Regions from separate parts of the Rattus norvegicus genome. Here region 2 is linked to region 1. The links are chromatin contacts, called in public Hi-C maps. All regions are on one chromosome and are shown on one strand. The core of a region is the stretch at or near the end of the contact, and the rest is flanking DNA. Distances in the headings are between cores, read along the strand shown.

What was found. Hi-C and Micro-C count contacts between places; a contact is called where the count stands out from the background.
Region 2: a Hi-C map of liver shows a contact between it and region 1, with 2.8 times the contacts expected there. The contact joins two enhancer-like sites. A contact is called at or near these places in 2 of 12 Hi-C or Micro-C datasets (Schwann cells and liver).

The regions. Positions count from the first base shown.
Region 1 is chr12:5,444,808-5,447,519 of GRCr8, reverse strand. All of the region lies in intron 3 of Stard13 (StAR-related lipid transfer domain containing 13), which reads left to right. Among named protein-coding and RNA genes, the nearest start is that of Trnap-agg21, 30 kb to the left of the region's middle. Within about 2 kb of position 1,384, at least 1 of the 93 cell types and tissues checked has an H3K27ac peak or open chromatin away from gene starts, as enhancers often do. A contact at or near this core is called in liver, where this site is marked.
Region 2 is chr12:5,725,267-5,727,978 of GRCr8, reverse strand. LOC102549089 (a long non-coding RNA gene) reads right to left here. Exons shown (of 4, transcript XR_005491747.2): 3 at 1,282-2,712; 4 at 1-584. It also overlaps a transcript of Stard13 not described here. Among named protein-coding and RNA genes, the nearest start is that of Rfc3, 110 kb to the left of the region's middle. Within about 2 kb of position 1,343, at least 76 of the 93 cell types and tissues checked have an H3K27ac peak or open chromatin away from gene starts, as enhancers often do. A contact at or near this core is called in liver, where this site is marked.

The DNA of each region.
Region 1 (2,712 bases), core at 135-2,634:
GGGAGCTCATGATTGCTTTAATATGCAGCTAACGTGATTTCAGACACTTCAAGTTGTGTCTTATTTCATTTTATCTGTGTGTGTGTGTGTCTATGTTTGTGTCTGTGCCTTTGAGTGTGTATGTCTGTGTGTATCTGAGTGTCGGTGTCTCTATCCCTGTGTGTTCATCTGTGTATATGACTCTGTCTGTCCATGTATGTGTCCGTGTGTGTGTGTGTGTGTGTGTGTGTGTGTGTGTGTGTGTGTCTTTGAGTGTGTGTATGTGTGTAGCTCTGTGTCTATATCCCTGTGTGTGTGAGCGTGTATGTATGTGTCTGTGTGTATTTGTATTTGTGTCCTTGTGTGTGTCTGTATGCATGTTTGTATCTTTGAGTGTGTATGAGTGTATGTGTTTGTGTATACGTCTGTGACTTTGTCCTGGTGTGTCTGTGTGTGTCCCTGTCCCTGTGTTTGTGTGAGTGTGTGTGTGAGTGGATGTCTGTGTCTGTGCCTGTGCCTGTGTCTTCATTCACACCTCTAGGCCAGAAGATGGCATCAGAACCTATGGAGGTAGAGGTTCAGGCAGTTGTGAACTTTCGGATGTAGGCACTGAGCCGTCTCTCCAGCCCAATGCTGGTTATTTTTACTATGGTGTCTTTTTTTATTGACAAAGATAATTGTGATTAATTAAACTATCTTTAAACTGGACCATTTGCTTTATTATTGTGGATTTTAAAGTTCTTTGAACACTATGTAATTTATCAGATACATTTCATAAATGTTTTCTTCCAGTCTGCTTCCAGTCCTCTGACGCGCTATATTCGCAGGACTTTTAAATCTTGTCACTTGAATGCACCTTTGATGTCGAAAACAAAAGGTCATCACACACTCAGGCCATCTAAGTTTTGTCCCATTTTCAAAATGACATATATGTTTAGGCTGTGGTCCACTGGGGATCCATCTGTATTAGGAGCAGAAAGTCCATCTAGATTGATTTTTTTTTTAATGCGACCATCTAGATGTTTCAAGACCATTTGTTAAAAGGTTACTTTTTATCTCTTACCTCGACTTTGCTCCTTTGTAAAGGTCAAGCGACTCTATTTGCTGGACCTAGTTGGAGCCATGAACCCTGCCCCTTTGATCCATTTCCCACTACTTATCCAACTTCACTGTTGTTTTCTTCCTTATAAATCTTGAACTGGGGGCCAGGGGAGGCTAGTTGTCTATTTTCTCTCTTCTCTGTCCAGAGTATATTGGGACTCCTGTGTCTTTGGTCTCTCCGTACAGGTATGTTTCTTTTAGATTATTTATTTTGTGTGTTTGGATGTTTTTCCAGCATGCATATCTGTGTACCTTGTGTATGTCTGGTGCCTCTGAACTCCAGAATATGATGTTGGAGGCCAAAGAACTGGAGTTTCTGCCAGTTGTGAGCTCCCATGAGTTCTGGAAGCCAAACCTGAGTCCTCTGAGGGAGCAACAAGTTCTCTTGACCCACAAGCAATCTCCTTAGCTCCGATTGTCAGTATTTTAAATTTGAACCTCTTGGGACCCATGCAGTAGTATTTCCTGATTTAAATTTGTATTTCTCCCATGACAAATAAATGTTGACCATCTTCTTGTGTGCTTACAGTCATGTGCAGACTCTTAGAAGTACCTCCTCACAAAGTTGGACCATGTAAAACAATCAAGTTGTTTGACTTGTTGCATTTAAGAGTTCTTTGTTTACTGTAAAATTATTTAAAAAAAAAATGCTGTCTTTTACCCTGCACTAGATCCAGGACTATGGTGCCCCAAAATATCTGGTAGACATCTTCATCTCAGTCAGCAAAGCCTCTCACCTGCTCTGCTCCATCCCATATCACACTGCCGAAGGCTTCTCTCTGAGCCGTCAGCAATCTCTACCCATCTAATTCCCAAGGCAGGTTTCCACCATGCCAGAAATACACATCCCAATTCCGTAGTAGTCCAGTGTCTCCAGCCACCACATACTCTCTTGAGTTCAATTAAATCGCCACATGAAAGAACACACAACACAGTAACCTCTGAACCAATTGATAAGATATAACTGCCCACCTAGACACACAAAGCCCTGTACACATCCATCCCTTAAGATTATTCATGACAACCTGTAAATGTGCAGAGTGGGATCTTAACGTCCACCCTCGGCTGCTTCTCCTGCCTCCTCAAGTCTCCTCCTCTCTAAAACTCTTCTCCCACCTGTCCTTCCTTCTCGTCCAATGACAGGCCTCGTTCTATCTTGCACCTGCCTTCACCTTCATAATGACATCATCCTATAGTTCTTTGTGAATTGATAGAGTACTTAAGCAGATACTATGTATAGTGTTGTGTAAATAAGGTTTCCTGAATATTTTCTTCAAATAGAGAAGTAATTTTAAGCGAAGACCTATTTCTGAGTCTAGGTGTGACTAAAAAACCAAGTCTATGAAAACGAATCTAGCTCCCAGCTTTCAAAACTGATAGACTGTCTCCATGTATCACGCATACATAAAGTATACGTAGAAGAAGGATGAGCCTTTTAATGTTCCTGTGCCTATAGTGAATCAGAAATCTTTTTCATGACATCAAACAGCGTGTTCATGCCTCTGCCCACCATGGAGGAGCATGTGCGCTAGGTAAGTATATTGGATAAACTGCAGTTCTTCCCTAAATAAAGCTATGGAAGAGCTACCAAAGGGACAGTGGGACGCCTTTTAATTAACACTCTTGGGTGGA
Region 2 (2,712 bases), core at 94-2,593, 280 kb before region 1:
AAAAAAACCAACCAAACAAACAAAAAAAAACCGAAAGCAGCGTGAAGATTTTAAATTACATAGTAGGGGTAAGGGGCAATGACTCAGTGAAAAGAATGAACTACAAAGAAGTTACAAAAGGAAAGGGATTTTTAAAAGATTATCTTCCAGGAGGTTAAATGTCTGTTGAAGTGATTTTTGTCCTTTTTTGAGTTACCGATTTTCAAGAAACTTTGAAGACAGAAATGGCATCGTAATTAAGAAATTTAGTATACCTGGTGTTACAGCACCCTCTACGACAGAGTCTACTTATATGAACGTGTTTTCCTAATGTGTGACTGTACAAAAGACATGGATTTAGCGCTTCGTTTACTCCCATTGCACTGGCCGGAAAGGCTACTAACCTGTCGGGTTTCAGTGTCAATACTGCAAAACCAGCAAACAGCGCTCTCAACAAAGCAATCTTGAATTCTAAACGATTCCAACTGTGGGCCTTAATCACCCAGCTCTCCTTCCACATCACCTCTCCCAGTCCTAAACTGTAGTGAACCGGACTCTTCAAAGTCTTCTGAATTCAAATGCATGCACAAGTAGGGAAACCAGTGCTGTAGGGGGGGAAAATGCCCAGTGACAAGTGAGCACAAATAAGGGACAATTCACTAACTTACACTGTGCGTCTTGATACACAATAACTGAAACAATACCTAACAGTGCTCCAAGTTTATTATATCTGGACTTTGAAACATGAACCCTTTAACAGTTATGTTCACTTTCTAGCTTTGGTGGAAATTCGTTTCCCCTTATCTAAAGGAAAGAACCACATGCAATCATAGCGAATATTTCATAGTTCTGAGATAAACCTGCTGAGACTGTCTTGGTTTAAAAACCTATTAATTTTCCTAATCCCTAATACTGCTCGTTTTCGCAACACCCGCTTAACGGATGTAATGGAGCAAAATATTTTTCTAACACAAGCTAACGAAAGGCTACAAAGTAAAGCCTTCTCTCTGCAAAACGAGAAATGGAGGACCTCGGTCCACTCCGACCGAAGAACCGAAGCGCAGTGTACAGAGAGCGCGGCCCAGAAATGAGGAAACAAAAAGCAGAACACGAGGAGGCAGGAACTGTGTTACTATGGCTTGAAAAGACGGAAAGAGGCCGGCTTCCTCCCGCTTGAGGTCCGTTCCCCTTCTGGACTCCAACCATTTCCGCTCAGAGTAACCACAAAACCCTTCCCGCGCGGGAACTCGGCAGAGGAGGAGTCTTGGGTCCCGCCCTTCTGGCGGAATGCATAAAGCCTACCAGAGCCGAGGAGTCTCTGGAATGTTCTGAAGGGAGGAAGCACGCCCCTCCGCGGGCTGAGGAACACTCGGCGCCAGATGGCGCTACCGCACCGAGAGCCAGAGCCTGCCCCTCAAGGGAGATGGGACGAGCTGCCACCGGAAGTGAGCGCTCAGCTAGCCTCCCGTCCCGGATATCCAGCCTTCTGGCGTGTTCCCGCGCGAGGGCGGAGCTACAACCGGAACCGGACTGCGAACGCGGGGCCTTGTGGAGGAAGAGCAAGGAGGAGCCTTGGAGGTTCTGACTTCCGATGCGCGCGCCTGGTCTTGGGGTGACCGCGAGGGGCGGGGCCTCCGGGCGCGCTTGCGCATTAGGAGGGCGTTGTTGCTTGAGGACTGCTCATTTCTCCATCTTTGATCGTTCGCAGGGGTCTACAGGCGAAAATGAAAGTGATGTCTTAGCAGGGTTTTGTTTGTTTTGTTGCTTCCCACCCGCAGGAGTTGGTTTCTGGCTGTAAATTCCGTTTCTGGAAATCTCTGGAAAGTTAGCGATGTACAAGGTAGTCTTTCTCGCCATTAATCCCTTTGAGTTCATCTCAGCTAGTGTCTGCGCTGGGCCTGATCTGATCGTCCTTGTCTCTCGTTACCTTCTGGCTCTTCGTGACAGCTAATAGGATCTAAGGATTTGGGGAAGCATATATCATGGGCTTTTAAAGCACTTAATTTGAGTGTTACTCTCTATTTTTTTTGTTAGGATGTTGGCATTCTGCATTCCGTGGTGTGGCTTTGCACCAGTTTGTTGAGAAAGCTGCCCGAGGAAAATCCCGCCCCTTTCCCACGTTGGCTGGCTGATTAAAACACATTTTTAAGTAGATGGACAGTACTTCGCCCTAGTACATGGGCTTTGTTTTGGTTTTAGATGTATCATGAGAAGTATGAACTTACATTGCAGAATGTATAAACAGTATTAGTGTACACACACACACACACACACACACACACACTTTAGACTAAAAGACAGTTTCCCAAAGCTCTCGAGTTTCCCAGAAATGTCCTCAGCTTTTGGTAAATGCTTTTAGGAATTCCAGAGGTCCTTGCCAAAGATTTAAATAAAGTCAAACATAAAAACGTAACAAAACACACACACACACACACACACACACCATTTTGTGTTGATCAATTTTGTTGGCCAATTACTTCTGGGCACGGGCCTTCCCTGAAATGTGGTTGATACTCCATTGGGGAAAATCGATTTTACCGTTCCCAGTATTATCAGTAGTAAATACCTCTTGGTTAGGAATGGAACTTGGTATTTTTTTTTTTAAAGATTTTATTTATTTTATGTATGTGAGTTATACTGTCAATGTTTTCAGACACACCAGAAGAGGGCATCGGATCCCATTACAGATGGTTGTGAGCCACCAGGTGGTTGCTGGAAAATGAACTCAGGACC